Linked DNA regions of Ovis aries: region 2 is linked to region 1. Evidence: chromatin contacts called from public Hi-C data. All regions are on one chromosome and are shown on one strand. The core of a region is the stretch at or near the end of the contact, and the rest is flanking DNA. Distances in the headings are between cores, read along the strand shown. Region 1 holds the start of MYO15B (myosin XVB). Region 2 has its middle 19 kb from the start of TMEM94.

Region 1 (4,388 bases), core at 357-2,856:
GAGTCGCGTGCTCGTCCTCGGATGGATCGTGAGCTGGGCTTTCTGCAACCTGCGGGGAACTCGGGCCGCCGCCAGGGGGAGGCCTTGGTCGCCCCCAGAGCCCCGCGACGCCCGCCAGGCTCAGCGCTAGACGGCGGCGGCGCGGCCCCGGCCCGCGGCTCGTCCCCTCGCTGGTCCCGGGGCCCCGCGCGCCGCCCGCGCGCCCCTGGAGCCGCAGCCGCAGCCACCGCAGGAGCCCCAGGGCCCGCGCTACGCGCACGAGCCGGTCCTTGAGGCTGCCGCGGCGGGGACCGGCGGCCTGGGGAGCAGGGCCTGGCGGGGGCCTCGCGCGGAGCCTGCAGAGCGCCACTAGGGCGGCCAGCGGCCCGTCTCCCCGAGACCCCTCGTCGCTCACGCCCACCGCCTCGTGCGCCTTCCCCACCACATTTCCAATCTGGCGGCGCTGACCCCGGGCGGTCGAGGCCTCGGCTCTTTCGGGCGGGGTGCCCCTCGGCTCAGCTTCGGGCTGCACCCCATCGTCCCTTGCATCCCCGCCCTGCCTGGGGTCCTGAGAACCCCACGAGCTCCGGGGGATCCAGCTCTCGAGGAGGCTGGAAGCTGCGGCTTTTCTACCCTGGTCAGCCTCGCCGGCCTCGAGGGCCTCGCGGGTCGTTCCTGGGGCTGCTCCTGGGCTCCGGCACGGCCCGGCCCCCTCCTGACTCGAGTCTGGGTCTGTCCCGGAATCCTCTGTCTCTCCCTGGGGCCTCGCCCCCGACGATCCTTCTGGGCTCTGGGGCCGCGAGGGGGGCTTGTCACTGCCTCTGTCGTCGCTGCTGCTCGGCCTGTCGCTGTTCCGGGGAGCTCCTGGTGCCTCCAGCGCTGACTCTGCACTGGTTTGAGTGCCCCCCGAGGCCATGTCCGTTTGCTCCAAGTTGAGCCTCCGCTCTGGGGTCCCACCACTTTGGCTGCGGCTCTCCTGGGCCTCGTGGGCTTCGCTGTCCAGGCAGGAGCTGGCCCCGTCTCCACCCGACGTGTCCCTGTCGAGGCTCGGTGTCTCCCGGCGGCCCCGCTGAGCCGAGCGTCCCCGTCGTTTTCCTCTCCTTCTGCCGCAGTCGTGCTGGCGTGTCCTTCCTCCTCTTCCGAGACCCTTCTCCTCCAGGCGCCCCCCGTGGCCGTCCCCCGGCTTGCTGCTCTCCTTAGCCTGGCATCCCCCACGAGCATGCCCGCTGCCTCCTCTGCCCTCGGCGTCCGGCGGCGGCCCCGCCTCTGCTTGTCTGCAGTCCCCGTTCTCCCCTCCAGTGGGCTTCCTGTGGGCACTGGGAGGCTCCTGGCCTCGCCCGGCGCTGGGCTCCCTGTGTGCCTTACGATGGCCCTTTCGGTGTCCCCGGCTGGGCACGCTGTCTGCGCTGGCAGACCCGGATTCCTGCTCCCCCGAGGGGGGCCTCCCGGGTCCCTCCAGGTGCTGGGGCGCTTTGCCCTTGCTCCTGCCCATGGCTTCCTGGTGGCTGTCTCCTCTTCTCGCCCCAGGAGCCGGCTGCCCACAGGCGTGCCCTCAGCAGCACACCACACGGGGCTCTGGGCTAATAGGGGCTACAGGCTCCATCTACCCGCCCCCCAAGGGCATCAATAATGCAGGTGGCTGCCGGTCCTGACCTCCAAGGCCAACAATAGCGAGGAGGCCAATCAGGAAAGAAGAGCTGCAGGTGCGGACAAAGGCCGTGGACAGGGCAACCGTGCGGCCCTGAGTTGCTGCCAGCCTGGCACCGGGCCCGACCGAGGGGGCCCATGCTCTGCTCCTGCCTCACTACTTTGGCATCGGGGTGGGGGCTGGTGCCAAAAGAACCTGTGCGGGTCATCCTCCTTGTCCTGGGGGCCTCTAGGGGACCCACCCTCCTCCCTTAGCCCCTTGGAGGCTGGAACCAGGCTGACCTTGGTGCACGGCCAGAAGCCAGTGAGGGTTGTTAATTTTGTTATTGTTCTATATTGTGAAATATAATTTAAAGAAAACTGCATAAAACATAAATGTACACCTCGGACTGGTGTAAAGTAAGTACATGCTTCTTAGTCATGGAACATAATCGGACCCCAATAAATTCCTGAGCACCCAGATGTGTGTGTTGCTCTAATATTTAATTTTTTTTGAACAGGTAGTCCAGAAGATGAAAGTTTCCCACTCCTGACCCACAGCTATTCATTGTCCCCTGAGGTTACCCATTTCTTGTATTTCCTTCCAGAGCTATCCAGGCAGAGAAAAGCAAGTATTCTTTTTCCCTCTGAGAACAGGTGGAAGCTCTTCTAGCTCATGGTGCTCCACTCTAACAGATTAACTTGGAGATTTCATAATAGTAAAAATCTTTTTTTTTTTTACAACTTTGTAATATTCCAGCAGATGAATGTGCCAGAGTTTAACCAATTCTTTATTGATAGTGCAAAAATTAATAAAGGAAACACTCACTAAATGGAGGCCAGAGGCCAGAAGGGGGAGTCCTTATACACTTAACCAGTTCACCTCGATATAGAGCCCAAGAGGAAAAAATGTACTTTGGGTCTCAGGCAGGAAGTGACACGACTTTACTGCTGGCAGCTGGAGGAAGAAAGTTTTTCCCCTTGCCGGGCAATAACTCAGCCAATGAGAAACTGTTAAACTAAGCCAATGAAAACCTGCTATACTTCAAACTCCCAGTTTCCTCCTATGGACTTTTTGTTTATAACAGCCTCTCCCAGCTTCCCCTTTTCCTCTATAAGAGAGCTTCCTTTATAAAAAGTTTTCCTTCCTGCAGAGGTGTGTGTAGTTGGCATTAATTGCTGTCCCATGTTGTAATTCGTTGCTGGTAAAATAATTGGCTCTTAAAATTATTTTAGGTTAACAGACTTTTACGACTGAAATGGAGGCTGCCTTCATCTAACCTTTTGCTTCAATTACAGACAACATTGATTCCCTCTGTGTCCAGGCCGAATCAATTCCTAGAAGTGGAATTGCAGGGGCATAGGGTGTGTGCTTTTGTATAACTTAAGAGTGCTCCAAATTTTCCTCCGTGGAGGCTGTACCAGTTTACACTCCCACCAACAAGAGAGGAGACCACCCATCTTCACATGGCACCGAGGCAGGATATCATCCAACATTCTTTCCCCTCTGAAACATGACAGATCTAAGTGCCCCCACAGGACTCCTGTGCCCCTGCTGACCTCTGACCTCTCCTCAACTGGGAGCCCCACCCAGAATCAAAGTGGGGGAAGTTGGCATTCCAGGTTGTGGCGCTTTCCTCGGAGGGCTCTCCAGTTAGCTCCTACCTGCCTCACATCACTAGACCATGCAGGTGTGACCTAAATCAAGTCCCTTAAGATTATACAGTGAAAGTGAGAAATAGACTTAAGGGACTAGATCTGATAGCCAGAGTGCCTGATGAACTATGGATGGAGGTTCCTGACATTGTACAGGAGACAAGCATCGGGACCATTCCCGAGAAAAAGAAATGCAAAAAAGCAAAGCGGCTGTCTGAGGAGGCCTTACAAATAGCTGTGAAAAGAAGAGAAGTGAAAAGCAAAGGAGAAAAGGAATGATATACCCATTGAATGCAGAGTTCCAAAGAATAGCAGGGAGAGATAAGAAAGCCTTCCTCAGCGATCAATGCAAAGAAATAGAGGAAAACAACAGAACGGGAAAGACTAGAGATCTCTTCAAGAAAATTAGAGATACCAAGGGAACGTTTCATACAAAGATGGGCTCGATAAAGGACAGAAATGGTACGGACCTAACAGAAGCAGAAGATGTTAAGAAGAGGTGGCAAGAATACACAGAACTACACAAAAAAGATCTTCATGACCCAGATAATCACAATGGTGTGATCACTCACCTAGAGCCAGACATCCTGGAATGTGAAGTCAAGTGGACCTTAGGAAGCATCACTACAAAGCTAGTGGAGGTGGTGGAATTCCAGTTGAGCTATTTCAAATCCTAAAAGATGATGCTGTGAAAGTGCTGCACTCAATATGCCAGCAAATTTAGAAAACTCAACAGTGGCCACAGGACTGGAAAAGGTCAGTTTTCATTCCAATCCCAAAGAATGCTCAAACTACCGCAAACTGCACTCATCTCACACTCTAGTAAAGGAATGCTCAAAATTCTCCAAGCCAGGCTTCAGGAATACATGAACCGAGAACTTCCAGATGTTCAAGCTGGTTTTAGAAAAGGCAGAGGAACCAGAGATCAAATTGCCAACATCTGCTGGATCATCAAAAAAGCAAGAGAGTGCCAGAAAAAACGTATATTTCTGCTTTATTGACTATGCCAAAGCCTTTGTGTGGATCATCACAAACTGTGGAAAATTCTGAAAGGGATGGGAATACCAGACCACCTGACCTGCCTCTTGAGAAGTCTGTATGCAGGTCAGGAAACAGCAGTTAGAACT
Region 2 (4,766 bases), core at 1,130-3,629, 120 kb after region 1:
ACCCTTGTGTAGGGTTTACTATGTACTATGCACTGTCTGCTCTATATAACTCATAATAACCCTATGAAGATAGAAATACTATCATTCCCAGTTCAGAGGACAGAAAAGTGAGGCCCAGAGGGTCCAAGTAGCTTACCACCAGATCACAGGGCTAATAAGTGACCAAGCAGGATTCAAGCCAGGCGGTCTGGCTCTAGAGGCCAAGTTTTGTTTGTTTTTTTTCAAACAGCTTTATTGAGATATAATTCATATGTCATTCACAGTTCACTCATTCATGAGTGTCATTCAGTGGCTTTTAGTATGTTCAGAGTTGTGCCGCACCACCACACCAATTCAAGAAAAATTTCAGCACCCCAAAAAGACACACCATCGCCCCTAACACTCAATTCCATTTGTCCCCAACCTCCTCCCCCAGTCTCAGTAAACCTAATCTACTCCCTGTCTTTACGGCTTTGTTTATCCTGGACATTTCATGTAATTGGAATTATACAGCCTGGGACCTTTTTAAAATGTATTTAGTCTATTTTAGGTTCCATGAGGTCTCCATTGCTGTGCGCAGGTTTTCTCCTGTTGCGGCCACCAGGGGCTACTCTCTAGCAGCCCCTACTCTCTACAGCACAGGCTTTAGGGCTTGCGGGCTTCAGTAGTTGAGGCACAGGGGCTTAGTTGCTCCACAGCATGTGGACTCTTTCCAGACCAAGGATTGAACCCCTGTCCCCTGGCAGGTGGGTTCTTAACCACTGAACCACCCGGGGAGTCCCAGGGATCTTTTGTGACTGGTTTATTCCACTCAGCACGATGTTTCTGAGGTTCATCCATGGTGCGATATATACCAGCACTCCATTCCTTTTCATTATAGAGTAATTTTCCAGCATATAGCGGATAGACCACATTTTGTTTACCCATTCATCAGCTGGTGGCCATTTGAGCTCTTTCCACTCTTTGTCTATTATGAATAGTGTTGCTATGAACACGTGTGGATGTGTGTTTTTGTGTGGATGTGTGTTTTTGTGTGGATGTGTATTTCTTTGGTAGATAGCCATCTATGTGTGAGATTGCTGGGTCATGTGGTACAGAAACCAGGCTCTTAAACGCTTCACTATACAGCCTCCTGTAGTGAATAAATACCTTGAGCCAAATGGTCAGTTTGGCTTAAATTATATCAGTCTTTTAAAATATATATTAAAAAATATTTATTTGGCCATCCTGGATCTTAGTTGCAGCATGTGGGATCTAGTTCCCTGACCAGGGATCAAACCCAGTCTCCCTGCATTGGGAACACAGAGTCTTAGTCACTGGACCACCAGGGGATGATATCAGTCTTGAGGGTCTTAACGCAATTGACACCTGCCTGACCCTAGAATCTGATCACTTCCAGGTGACCCAAGAAGTGAGCGGTTGGCCTGAAAATGACAGAAAATGCCTCCAGAGGAAAAACTATTACCAGTTTCAGAGTCCTCTGTAAGGTCCTTCCCGAACAAGGTTTATGCTACTTCGTTTTCTAAGAGGAGAGATGGATTTGAACCCATCCACCTGCCTGTTTTTATCTATGGTCCTTTTGGATCAGGGGCAGAAACTTAGGAGGTGACTGGTTAGTGTCTGGAGGTGCTGTCAATATCCGAAAGTAGAATATCCTTTTTTTCCAAAAAATTAGTCATTTAGGGATCAAGTGCCACTGAGGTCTTTCCCAGCCCTTCAGCTCAGGCTTGAACCACCTGTCAGCCCCTTAGGACCAAGGCTCATCCACTCACCGTGATGGACATTTCTCCCCAGGGAGCTTGTCCCACTTCCAGAGTCAGGATGTGTAGATGGAAGCAAATTAGCTATGGGACTCTCAAGACCCACCAGCCTTAGAGAAAGATCAGAACAGGGACTTTCCTGGTGGTCCTGTAGTTAAGACTCCTCACTCCCAGTGCAGTTCGATCCCTGGTCAGAGAACTAGATCCTACATGCCACAGCTGGGAGTCTGCATGCCACAACTAAGAAGCCTCATACCACGCACCATCACTAAGACCCAGTACAGCCAAAACAAATCACCAAATAAAATACTAAAAGCGAAAAAAAGAAGGAGCAGGCTGGATTTGCCTGCGGGAAACACCTGGGACCACCCCTTCAGGTGTCTCTCTCTGCTGAACTCTGGACAATCCTTTGTCAGGTCAGTGGTGTCGCACCCCTCAGCCCACCTTGCGCACCTGAGGGGGCCAGCCTCAGGGTGGCCCTGGCGCAGTAAGGACTGCATGATCAATGTCAGTTCAGAAAGCAGATGCCCCCGGGGAGGCACTCCAGGGCTCAGGAGAAAACAGCCCCAAGCCTGAGCAGGTCACAGGTTGTTGCCTTGGTTTTGTTTTGATTGTATCATGGGTGTGGTGACTGCGCTGTTCAGAACCAAACGAACTTTAGTATTGCCTGAATGTCTTTATTGGACTGAAGCTCAGGTCTGTTTGCTGTTCTCATAATAAACCCCTGAATTCACTTGCCACCTTTCCTTTGGGTGAGAGTTGGACCATAAAGAAGGCTGAGTGCTAAAGAATTGAAGTTTTTGAATTGTGGTGCTGGTGAAGACTCTTGAGAGTCCCTTGGAGAGCAAGGAGATCAAAGCAGTCCATCCCTAAAGGAAATCAACCCTGAATATTCATTGGTAGGACTGATGCTGAAGCTGAAGCTCTAATACTTTGGTCACCTGATGCAAAGAGCTGATTCATTGGAAAAGATCCTGATGCTTGGAAAGATTGAAGACAAAAGAAGAGAGCGTCAGAGGATACGATGGTTAGATAGCATCACTGACTCAACGGACATGAATTTGAGCAAACTCCTGGGAGATAGTGAAGGACAAGGCAGCTTGATGTGCTGCAGTCCAGGGGGTCACAAAGGGTCGGACATGACTTAGCGACAGAACAACAACAACAGAGCGTTTTTTCACTGATGACCTAGGACATCCCTGTGAAATGGGCTACAGAGCTGATTAACATCTTATCATATCCGTAGCCTAGAAGGCCGAAAAGTAGGACAACCAGGCCAAGTGGTTTTGCTTAGGATCATGTAATAAATGGACTTCCCTGGTGGCTCCGACGGTAAAGCGTCTGTCTACAATGCGGGAGATGTGGGTTCGATCCCTGGGTCGGGAAGATCCACTGGAGAAGGAAATGGCAATCCACTCCAGTACTACTGCCTGGAAAATCCCATGGACAGAGGAGCCTGGTAGGCTACAGTCCATGGGGTCGCAAAGAATCAGACAGGACTGAGCAACTTCACCTCACTTCAGGTAATAAATGGGCTGTGGGTCGAGGACTGAAAATAAGTCCCAAGCTTGTCATTCAATACACGCTGCCCACAGTCTGAGAGCTTAAGCCCAGTTTATGAGGGGAGGGGACATGTGGTTGGGGAGCAGATTCCTGCGGCCTGCACCCCGGCACCCTCCGGATCCCAGTCGATTCAAACGTGCCCTTTCAGCTTCTAGACTGGAAGGGAAAATCCTGGCTTAACTTGAAGGTACAATATGTAGCTGTCTTTGTTTTCTTTATCCTTGATAAACAGCCAGGCGAATCCAGGCTATTCCATAGTTGCAGAAGAACAATCTGGCTCAGGTTATTCATGTGTAGTTGAAGATTTAGAAACTGAAAAACTGATAAAGACCAAATTTACCTGATTTGGGGAGGAAAGAGAAAAAAACTCAATAAGAAAAAACACACAGTTTTCTATTTTTCTATTTGGCATTGTAATATCAATTGCTTGATAAAACTCTTAATTCCCAAGTTAAGAATGATGTTTAAGAGGTCGTCTAGGGGGAGAAATTATGTTCCTGAAAGATAAACATTTGAATTTCCCTTACCAAATGAATTCTCACTGAAAGAAGTATTGCTTCTAAAGGGGGGAAAAATCAGTTCTTGGAAGATGAAAAAAACAAGATTTTGTAAGAGTTTGTGGTCTTCCAAAACTCAACTCTACCCTACACAATCTTATTTCTTAGTATTTAATTTCCTTCATGAAGGAGAAATTCAGTTTACTTTTTCCCTCCTGGGGGAAATTTTTTGTAAAAAAAAAAAAATTAAAGTTTAAAACATTGCTCTAGGACTTCCCGGGTGGTCCAGTGATTAAGACTCTGCCTGCCAACGCTGGGGACACCAGTTTGATCTCTGGTCTGGGAAGATCCCACATGCTGCAGGACAACTAAGCCCGTGCGCCACAAACTATGGAGCCCGAACTCTAGAGCCTGTGCCTGGCAACGAGAGAGGCCACTGCGACGAGAAGCCCGTTCATTCACCGCAGCTAGAGAGCAGCCCCACTTGTCGCAACTAAAGAAAGTCTGGGCGAAGCCATGAAGACCCAGTGCAGCCAAAAATAAACATAAATTAAAAAAAAAAAAACAAAAAAACAAAAAAAACACTGCTCTAAGAGAAGCTTCCATGTCTCATGGGAAGACGCCTTTAGCCACAGAACATCTCTAGCTCCGATTTTGTCTAGAAGTCTTGATTATTACTTGGAAGTCAGACTCCCAGGGTTGCAATACTGGGATGGTGGCAATCAGTCCTGCATAATCTGGAGGGTAGCATCATGCTAGGATCTGTCAGGGCCATGGGTGAGTACTGAGAAAGGAGAGCTTCCCAGGGCTCAGGCTGTCTTCATCCCCTTTGCTTCCACATGGCTCACTCCAGGGGTTGCTCCCATTTGCAAATGGTTAATTTCAAGAGCATCACGAATACAAACTTTGAGAAGGAAGGTGGGAGAATCTCCCTTAAATGTTGTGTTGGTGCTGATACCGAATCATT

What was found. Hi-C and Micro-C count contacts between places; a contact is called where the count stands out from the background.
Region 2: a contact with region 1 is called in a Hi-C map of mixed tissues, with 3 times the contacts expected there. The contact joins the enhancer-like site here to the promoter of MYO15B in region 1. A contact is called at or near these places in 5 of 16 Hi-C or Micro-C datasets (blood, liver, mixed tissues and 2 more).

What each region holds. Positions count from the first base shown.
Region 1 is chr11:55,315,629-55,320,016 of ARS-UI_Ramb_v3.0, forward strand. It overlaps MYO15B (myosin XVB), which reads right to left and starts at 1,607. Exons shown (of 64, transcript XM_042256364.2): 1 at 1-1,607. The coding sequence starts at 1,471.
Region 2 is chr11:55,436,917-55,441,682 of ARS-UI_Ramb_v3.0, forward strand. It overlaps the pseudogene LOC105616430. Among named protein-coding and RNA genes, the nearest start is that of TMEM94, 19 kb to the left of the region's middle. Within about 2 kb of position 2,380, at least 7 of the 54 cell types and tissues checked have an H3K27ac peak or open chromatin away from gene starts, as enhancers often do.